Linked DNA regions of Mus musculus: regions 2 and 3 are each linked to region 1. The links are chromatin contacts, called in public HiChIP or PLAC-seq maps. All regions are on one chromosome and are shown on one strand. The core of a region is the stretch at or near the end of the contact, and the rest is flanking DNA. Distances in the headings are between cores, read along the strand shown. Region 1 holds the start of Cyth3 (cytohesin 3). Region 2 holds the start of Spdye4b (speedy/RINGO cell cycle regulator family, member E4B). Region 3 overlaps Gm17135 (a long non-coding RNA gene).

The links. HiChIP or PLAC-seq counts read pairs in DNA pulled down with a chosen protein or histone mark.
Region 2: a contact with region 1 is called in a FOXA1 HiChIP or PLAC-seq map of pancreatic cancer cells. The contact joins the promoter of Spdye4b here to the promoter of Cyth3 in region 1. A contact is called at or near these places in 2 of 115 datasets of contacts at active chromatin or transcription factors (double positive thymocytes and pancreatic cancer cells).
Region 3: an HNF4G HiChIP or PLAC-seq map of pancreatic cancer cells shows a contact between it and region 1. The contact joins the enhancer-like site here to the promoter of Cyth3 in region 1. A contact is called at or near these places in 4 of 39 promoter capture datasets (embryonic stem cells, pre-B cells and stem cell-derived epiblast-like cells), 1 of 15 datasets of contacts at CTCF or cohesin (the NIH/3T3 cell line), 4 of 115 datasets of contacts at active chromatin or transcription factors (embryonic stem cells and pancreatic cancer cells) and 1 of 9 other capture datasets (liver).

Annotation. Positions count from the first base shown.
Region 1 is chr5:143,620,966-143,624,027 of GRCm38.p6, reverse strand. It overlaps Cyth3 (cytohesin 3), which reads right to left and starts at 1,581. Exons shown (of 13, transcript NM_011182.4): 1 at 1,355-1,581. The coding sequence starts at 1,388.
Region 2 is chr5:143,179,620-143,182,681 of GRCm38.p6, reverse strand. It overlaps Spdye4b (speedy/RINGO cell cycle regulator family, member E4B), which reads right to left and starts at 1,665. Exons shown (of 8, transcript NM_001384193.1): 1 at 1,044-1,665. The coding sequence starts at 1,061. It overlaps Rbak (RB-associated KRAB zinc finger), which reads left to right and starts at 1,907. Exons shown (of 5, transcript NM_001045482.2): 1 at 1,907-2,133.
Region 3 is chr5:143,964,162-143,967,223 of GRCm38.p6, reverse strand. The region is part of intron 2 of Gm17135 (a long non-coding RNA gene); the gene reads left to right. It also overlaps a transcript of Pms2 not described here. Among named protein-coding and RNA genes, the nearest start is that of Gm17135, 15 kb to the left of the region's middle. Within about 2 kb of position 1,408, at least 5 of the 459 cell types and tissues checked have an H3K27ac peak or open chromatin away from gene starts, as enhancers often do. A contact at or near this core is called in pancreatic cancer cells, where this site is marked.

The DNA.
Region 1 (3,062 bases), core at 332-2,831:
CAACTTCCTACAGCCCAGCCACTTCGTCTCTTTCACAGGGAAGAAAAAAAAAAATCTGAGAAGCTCTGGAATTCTAGAAGGCACCTTGATTAACCACTTCACGAGGAAGTCTTCAATACTGCTGATTCTTACAGGCAGCTGCTCCAGCAGCCTGTAATTAAGACTTCTTTTTCCCCCTAAACACTCCCTTATTACATGGGATTCTGATCATTCTGTCAGCAAAAAAGGAAGATCGTTCCTCAAAGTCCAGACAGCTTCAACTTGGGGTGTTTGGGTAAAAAATGACGGGTACATTATTAACCCTTTGCTTACTTCAAGTAAAGTCCCACTCCACAAACGGTGACTCTTGATGTTTTGGGAAACCAAATTCATGAAATGACACAACAGGAATCTGTACTCCGTTGAGTAATTTGCAACCGGCTCATTTGCAGCAGGGTGGAACTCAAAGTCAGGCACATACATACAGCCTGAGCAACACGGAGAACTGATAGCCCACCTCTGGAAGGGTGTCTGTCACAGGCACCTGTCCAGGAGTCTAACAGTCTCGCTGCTGTGGCTCCCGCATCCCACCCTCGGCTTTAAAGGAATCCCACCTGACCCCTTTAATTTCTTAATTATATTTTCCATTTGGTGGTGTTGGGGATCAAACTCAGCGTCCTGGGCATGCTAGACAATGATTCTATCATTTGTGCTATTTGGCCCCCTTTTTATTTTTACACCCGACCCCTTCTCTGTAGCATTTTTTCTTTTCTATTTGATAAAAAAATGCATACTCAGACCTGGACTGGAGCTGCCTGCCCCTCATGTCCTTTAAGCCATTCCCAATGAGTACTTCTGATCTAAAAATCAGAGACGTGGTCATGACTTCCAACCTTCCTCCTCTCCCCCGACCGATCCACCCCACCCTCCGGGCCCTCCGAGTCCTCCAAATTGAAAACTTTCCCCTCCCCATCCAGGAGCTCCCAAGCTCCAGACACCTGAGGAGAGCTGAAAAGGAGAGGGGCCCGTCCGAAACAGCTGGGCTAGGGAGGGCGTGGACGCCCTTGGCAATGAGACGCTGGGAAGGTCGCCCCGCAGAGTGGCCCCATCTCAGAAAGGCGACCTGGAGCTGTGCTGCGGAGACCCCGGCCTCGAACCCGCGACCCGCGACCGCGCTGGGCGACGACCCCGCGGTCTCCGACATGTCCTCTCACCAGGGCAGCGAAGCCCGAGTCCCCGCCTTACCCCGCGCACCTCCCCACGGTCGCCGCCACCCCACCCGACACCCGGCCCCACGTCTCAAGCCTGGGCTCTCAACAGCGCGACCCTCGGCCTCAGGGCCGCCCAGAGAGCCGGCCACACCTCCATCACTCACCGCTGCCGCCCTCACCGCCACCGCCTTCGTCCATTTTGAGGCCACTCCCCGCCAGCCGGCGAGCCCGGAGCCGGCGGGAGCGACTGGGCTGAACGCCGGGACTAAGAGAAGTGGTCGCGGGGAGAACCGGAGAGCTCCTCAGCGAGCGCGGCCCGGGTCGCGGCCGGGCCTCCACGGAGGGCCGGGCGGAGCCTCACTGCTCCGGCGCCATCACGTGACACAAAACCACGCCTCCCCTGTCGGTGTGGGCGGAGCCTAGACGCCGAGCGGTCCCGCCCACCAGACTCCGCCCGGCCTTGCAGTAGCTGCAGTAGCTGCTTAGCTAGGAGACTTGGATCCTGCAGCGCAGCACTCTCCCTCGAACCTCCTGTCTGCCCCTCTAGAGCATCCTGGAGAGGAAGCCGGGTCTATCAGGAGCACGAGGACGCCCTGCTCTACAAAACCTGATGGCTAAGGGCTGCGACTCGCAAATGCATAGAGTAGGGAGTGAGAAACTATCTGAAAAGGAAGGCTGATGATTGGCTCAAGTGGCCCCCACTTAAAGGCAGAAGGAAAGAACTGACTATAAAGTTTTACTGTGACCGCAGCATGCGTGGGCGTCCACACATGACATACACACAGTAATAATTGTGTGGGGATGTAGTTCTGTTGTTAAGAGCACTCGCTGCTCTTGAAGAGAATCAGAGTTTGGTTCTCAGCACCCACAGAACCCTTGTAACTATGACTACAAAAAGGATCCAATACTTCCGGCCTCCAAGGGCACCTGCACTCATATGACGGTTATCTGGCACACTCTTACCTCCACCCACATCAGGCATGCTTGTAGTGCACACATATATGTGCGGGCAAAACACTGATACACACAAAATAAAATTTTAAAAAAACTTTTTGAGATAGGGTTTCTCTGCATAGCCATCAATGTCATGGAACTCTTTCTCTGTAGACCAGGCTGACCTTGAACTCAGAGATCTTCCTGCCTTTGACTCCTGAATGCTGGAGCTAAAAGGATGAGCCACCATGCCCAGCTAAATAAATCTTTTTTTAAGTGTTTATTTTAAAAATAATAAAAACTGGGTGCGGTGGCGAATACCTTTGACCACAGCAAGCCAATCTCAACAGAATCTTAGTGGGTTTAGTCTGCTTAGTGAGTTCCAAGTTAGCCAGGGCTACCTAGTGAGTCTCTGTCTGAAGTCATCATCATCATCATCTGAAAACGAGCCCATGAGAAGACTCTCCCCACCCCCACCTCCTCCCTTCTTTACCCTCAGAATGTTAGGGTAATTCCAGCCTTTTATCTTTTGGGTGTATAATAATAATGGAGTCTCATTTTTCCTGCGGATTGGATGCATTTTAGAATTAACAAAGTATTAGGTTGGTAAATGAATATAGTGATGCTGTTGAACCCTAACCCCAGTCCGGCACAGCTGGGGCTCGGCTCTCAGAAAGCATTAGTACAGGGGTTGGCCAGTCTGGCGTCAGATGCCCGTGCAGTTGAGCGTTAGTCTCCCTTGGCTTGCTGCCAGCTGCCCTGGATTTATGATGCAGTAGGAGCTCTGAATTCAATTTCCCGTGGGCACAGCCCAGGGCTGGGCAGACGGACTCAGTACTCCCCTGTTCCAAATCTATGGCTCGATTTTCTCATTCCGTATGTCTCGTTTCCAGTAACTTCTCCTTAACGTTGCATGTGTGCCCTCCCAAGCCTTTCTGC
Region 2 (3,062 bases), core at 416-2,915, 440 kb after region 1:
AAAGAGTAACATTCACTGTCGAGATCTGTATTGTCTCTTTGACACCTCTCTCTCTCTCTCTCTCTCTTTCTCTCTCTCTCTCTCTCTCTCTCTGTGTCTCTGTCTGTCTCTCTGTCTCTCTGTCTCTGTCTCTGTCTCTCTCTGTCTCTGTCTCTCTCTGTCTCTCTCTGTCTCTCTCTCTCTGTCTCTGTCTCTCTCTCTCTCTCTCTCTCTCCTTTTTAGTTACATATACTTTCTGCCCTTGTTTCAAGAAAGAACTTCCTTTTCTGAAAGACCCAAGAGCCCCTTTCTATGCATTGCAAACCTCAAGGAAGAGAACAACCCTGTCACCTGGGGAACTTATGAATCTACCTTGGACTCAAGAGCTGTTCCAGTCCTGTCTGTAGTAGTTGAGAGGTCACTCACTATACCTGATGTCCATCTAGGATCATTATCACTAGCAGGGACACTTGCTGCCTGCTGCTTCTGCTGGAGGCCACATATTACAACAACTGCCGGGTGCCAGGGTCACTGGTGGGTGAAAGGCTAGGACGTTAAGTGTCTAGTTTCTAAAGCCTGAGGCAATAGAGCCCTAGGTCAGGACTTGGAGCTGAAAGCCTGTAGGCCTGCTGGTCCAGCCAGTAGACCTAGGATGGCCCACACAGGTTGAGCTTCTCCTATCTGTGCAGAGCAGAAGGATCTCAGTCTGTTGACTGGCAACCCTTGTTCCGTATGTGTGTACAAACCGAAATCTTCTCTCAATACAAAAATTATATGAGCTTGAATGTCCTCACTGCAAGCAAGGAATTCCTTTTCTGAAAGGCCTGAGTCCCATCTGTGCAATGTAAACCTGGAGAAAAGAGTGTTCCTATCTCCCTGTCACCTGGGGAGTTTAGCCCAGGCCCCTCATTCAGAGACGTAACCCCTGCTTGCCACGGGGAAGGGAAGCTTTTGGTTTAAGAGATAGGAGCCAGCTCAGGTGGGCACCTCAGTGACCAGGTGAGGTGAGAACCTGGGAGAAGGTGCCCCATGGCAGTGCAGGCCTTCCGAGGAGGAGGGCTCACCCTTTCTCCTGAGACCATGTGTGCCCTGCAGCATCTGAGAGGGATTCGTGATGCTTCTGTCTCCTGCTGGTTGCTCAGCAGTTTATTACCTAGGGTTGGCGCTCCAAGGCGCTTGGTGCTTCTGGGATGAAAACGTTACTCTCTGCATCGGCGCAGAGAACTTTTTCTATTGACAGGCTTTGTTATTAATTTTGACGCCAACGTCTTTATGAAGAACTAGGCCAAGAACGTCGTTGCATTAATTCAATAAGAAATCGAGGAGCCGTTCATCATAATGTAACCATCGTTGAAAACTGTCATTGTCGCCCGGCCCTAAATATCACCTTTCAGAGATCACATTGCAGGTAGGTGTTTTCTTCTTTCTGTGTTCTCTTTCTGGTTCTGTTTTTTAGAGTTTCTGGGCATTAGACGTATGTTCTAGAAACCCACCATTAGTGTTTGTGCCTCCTTCTTTGTAAAGCACAGCTGGTTATTTCTTGTACCTAGTACTTCAAGGAAGTTTGGTTAATCGAGAATGACACTCAGTTTTCTTTCCTTCTAACACAATCTTCCTCTTATTTTAGGAGTCCTGAGCCAGGGACAAGACTTGGGACTTCACGCAGCAGGCCGTTTCTCCAGGCTCAAAGGGAGTGAGGACAAACAAGAAGGTAAGAGCATGGCTGGAGGCAGCCATTGCTCTCAGAGCACCTCCCCCAAACTGCTGGGAGGAGGTAAGTTCTTGCGCGAGGATCCCTAGATGCAGTGGCGCGCGAAGGCGTCTGGGACACAGAGTTTCTGTGCAATTCTTGGGGAGAAAGGAGAGCCTTGGAACTCGGACTTCCGGGAAGATGCTGCACATGCGCGTCGCGGCCTGTGCGCGTGCCCGCGCTTGCGCTGGGCCACTGCGCCGTGGTGACTTCCTGCAGGTCTGGTGTGTCGAGGCTACCTTCCCTCCCGCAGCCTTTGCGTTCGCTAAGCTGGAGTTGCCGAGCCTGCAGGGCCGAGGCCGGAGCTTCCGGGGCGGCAGCGAACAGACTCGGCTGTGCGGGCTAGGGAGGCCTAGCGAGAGCTCGGCGCGGAGGCTGACAGGGGCAGCGGAGACGCCTGCTCGGTGAGGCCCGAGGGCGCAGAGCGATCGGGGCTGCGGGAGGGATGCTGGGCACAGATGGTGCCCAGTCAGTTCACCCGGGCACCCCGCTGTCCCCAGCTTGCGGCGCCTGGGAGGGTCGAGGTGGTCGGGCTGACAGCGGGACAGCTGCATCGCTTTGGGCTGCACGGTCAGTCCCGAGGACAGAGTGCAGGCACTGAAGAACTCAAGGGCTCCAGATTCCCACGGTGTCACTCAGCGTCCATCAGCTCTCTTGCTCTGTCTGTGGTCCCCCCCCCCCCCGAGTCTGCCCTTGAGGCATCGTAATGGTCTAGTGCTCAAAATCTGCTTTTACTTCTTTCTGCTCGTGAAGGAAGACTGAGTCTGCGACAGGTGTGAGACTTAATCAAGGTTGTGTTGAAATGAGTGCCATTGTTTTCTAGTTTCTTCCCTTAGTCCCTTTTTAAGATATGCAGCAGTAACCAAGTTTAGTTGGATAGTTTGAAAACAAACCACGCTTTATCCCTGTTTGTCGGACGTCTATCCATCTGGACCATTTTTCCTTTTTGTGTTTTAGTTTTTTTGAGGCGTGGATTCCTTGTGGCACATATTGTTCTGGTAGTGGGTGATCCTCCCGTCTCCGCCTCCAGAGAGTTGGGATTGCATGTATGTCACCTCATGGAACATGGATCCCAGATATATATATATATAGTGCCCAGAATCCTCATTCACTGTGACATATTTTGCAACAGTTTGAATAGGAAATAAAATAAGTACCCTTGTTTCCCCCACCTTTACACCAAATGCCCGTGGATAAAAAGAAGGCAGCGTAGTGTTCATCATAGAACTGTACCCGCCCCCCCTCGCCTCCCACCCCCCATTCCACCTGTTGGAGTTAGGTTTGTGATTTCCTTCCTATCACCTCTGCAGTGTGTATAAGCTGCGATTTCACT
Region 3 (3,062 bases), core at 159-2,658, 340 kb before region 1:
TGCCGTATCGGTTTGTAGTGATGTCGTCATACGGGACTTTTAGATAGGATCTAGTCATCTGGTCAAACATGCAGCAGAGAGAGAAGCATAAGAGGGCTTCAAAGAATTCCAGGAAAACCAGCTGCAATGACAAGAAGCACAGGGAGGCCTCGTTTATTCCGACACGCTGGAGTGGATCAGGAAGTGATTGGTGATTTCCGATTCATTTATTAGTCCTGTATAGGGGCTACACGAGTGTCTGGGGGGGGGGGCAGAGGCCATCTCCGAGTGTCTTCCTCTATTGCGCCCCACCTCGGCTTTTGAGATGGTGTTTCTCACTCGCTTGGGGTTCACTGATTTAGCCGCACTGGTTGACCCTCCTGTCCCCACCTCCCCAGCACTGGTTTTATGGGTGAGCACCGCCACAGCTGACTTTCTTCACGGGTTCTAGGGAGCAAACTCAGGTCCCCATGCTTGCAGGGCAAGCACTTTACCAGCTGAGCCACCTCCCCAGCCCCTTTCTAGTGTAATCCCCGATTCCTGAAAGGGCAGCTGTGTACATCTGTACATCCCCCTGGGTTTCTGTATGTGTAAATCATGTACGTTAGAGACGCGCGGCTTAAACTGGATCTGCACTGTTCCCAGCAACACTTTACAAACCTCAAGCTCGAAGTTGCTGTCAGTTCCATCGTACACGAAAGGGTTGTCCTCCGCTATCACAGTCATGAATTTGGTCGCAGTTAGGTCTTTATTTATCATCCTAAAGTCCTGTAGAAAGGTAACACCAACATAGATGCCTGTAATTATACATGGGCATATATTCTGATGTTAATGGCAGCGACTGACTGAACACCTTAAGGAAATGTATCAGAAATCAGTACCTTAAAAACTTACTATTTTAGAGCTATAATCCCAGTGCTGAGGGGGATTGCAAGTTTGAGGCCAGCCTGGGACACACATTGAGACCCTTCTTTAGATAAGAATCACCGAACGGCTGGCAAGCTGGCTCTGTCAGTAACATGTTTGCTCTGCAAGAGTGAGGACCTGAGTTCTGTCCCTACTGTTGGTGTGAAAAAGCCATCAGCACAGCCAACACCTATGGTCCCAGCACAACCCAAGTGGAGGAGGGTAGATCCCTCAGCCTTGCTGGCCAGCACCCATAGGAAGTGGCTCACAATCACTTGTGACTCCAGAGGATCCCATGTCTTGTGACCCTCAAGGGTGCCTGCACACATGTGCACATACACACAGGCACACACGTATATACACAAATTTAAATTTTTTCAAATTAATATAAAAGAAATGAGAGAGAAAGTTATTGTACTGTCTCTAGTGAAACAGCGGCTGTTAACTAACCGCTGAGGAGTGACCCCTGGGGCTGCGAAGGCCACAAGTGAAGGTCCTGGGAAGCAGAGCATTGGGTTGATGCCAGGTGAGCCACTGGTGAGTCACCGTCATTAAAAGGAAAGAGTGGCAAAGGCAGTGACCACCTGTGGCTGTGCAGAACACAAAACACCCGGATCAGTCATGTCTGTTTCTAACCGGTGCTTTCCTGGACTTGTGAGGAAAGGACATAGCCTGACATGAGGACGCAGCCGGTGAAAACCAGCATGCCCGACCTCTGTAAAGACAAATGAGTTATTTCCTCAGTAAGAAATGAGGGTGAGGAAGGAAGGGGACACTTGTGTGATATTCCACCTCCAAACCACATATTTTAAACACGTCTCCCTACATTTAGACACTAGGTTTCTCTCTCTCTCTCTCTCTCTCTCACACACACACACACACACACAATTCTGTTAAATTATTAAATACTCTTGTCTTAGTCAGGGTTTTCTATTCCTGCATGAACATCATGGGGAGGAAAGGATTTATTTAGCTTACACTTCCACACTGCTGTTCATCAACAAAGGAAGTCAGGACTGGAACTCAGGCAGGTCAGGAAGCAGGAGCTGATGCAGAGCCATGGAGGGATGTGACTTACTGGCTTGCTCAGTTTGCTTTCTTATAGAACCCAAGATTACCAGCCCAGAGATGGCACCACCCATAATGGGCCCTTCCCTCATTGATCACTAATTGAGAAAATGCCTTACAGCTGGATCTCCTGGAGGCATTTCCTCAAGGGAGGCTCCTTTCTCTGTGATAACTCCAGCTTGTGTCAAGTTGACACACAAAACCATACATTACAACTCTCTCATTAATATTTAAGTATAAATTAAATATATTATGGGCCGGGCGGTGGTGGCACACGCCTTTAATCCCAGCACTTGGGAGGCAGAGGCAGGCAGATTTCTGAGTTCGAGGCTAGCCTGGTCTACAGAGTGAGTTCTAAGACAGCCAGGGCTACAACAGAGAAACCCTGTCTCGAAAAACCAAAAGAAAAAAAAAAAAAAAAAAGAACCTGCTGATTGTTTTTTCAAACTAACAACATTGGTTCTTTGAAACAGGATCTTACTAGCTCTTGGCTGACCTTGAACAGCTGACCCTCCTGCCTTAGCCTCTCAAGTGCTGGGACTACAGGAACTTAACACCATACTTGACTTCCAAACTAAGACATTTTAAACATACTGCCTGCTGAGCAACACTTTTTATGTGTTTCCCCGTGCTGGGAACCCGAGGCAAGTGTTCCCCTGTAGTGCAGTCCTGACCCGCTGAAAATATGTTTGTATTTGGAAAGATATTTCTTTTCTTTTATGTGTATGAGTGTTTTGCCTGAATGACTGTATGCACCATATTCATGCCTGATGCCCCGGGGGAGTTCAAGAGAAGCCATCAGACCCCTTGCAACTGGAGTTAGAGATGATTGTGAGCTGCCGTGTTGGTTCTGAGACCTGAACTCGGGTCCTTGGCAAAAGCAACAAGTGCTGTCTACCACCAGGACATCTTTCCAGCCTTCGAGATATATTTTTTAATGATTTTTAGGGATGACAAGATGGCCGAGGTGGCAAATGCAGTTGCCACCATGCCTGACAACACACACACACACACACACACACACACACACCTTGAATCAATATTAAATGCAAATGTAATATAAACACTTTTAAAGTCTCTTTATGGCTTCCTCTCAGTGGCCACATGTG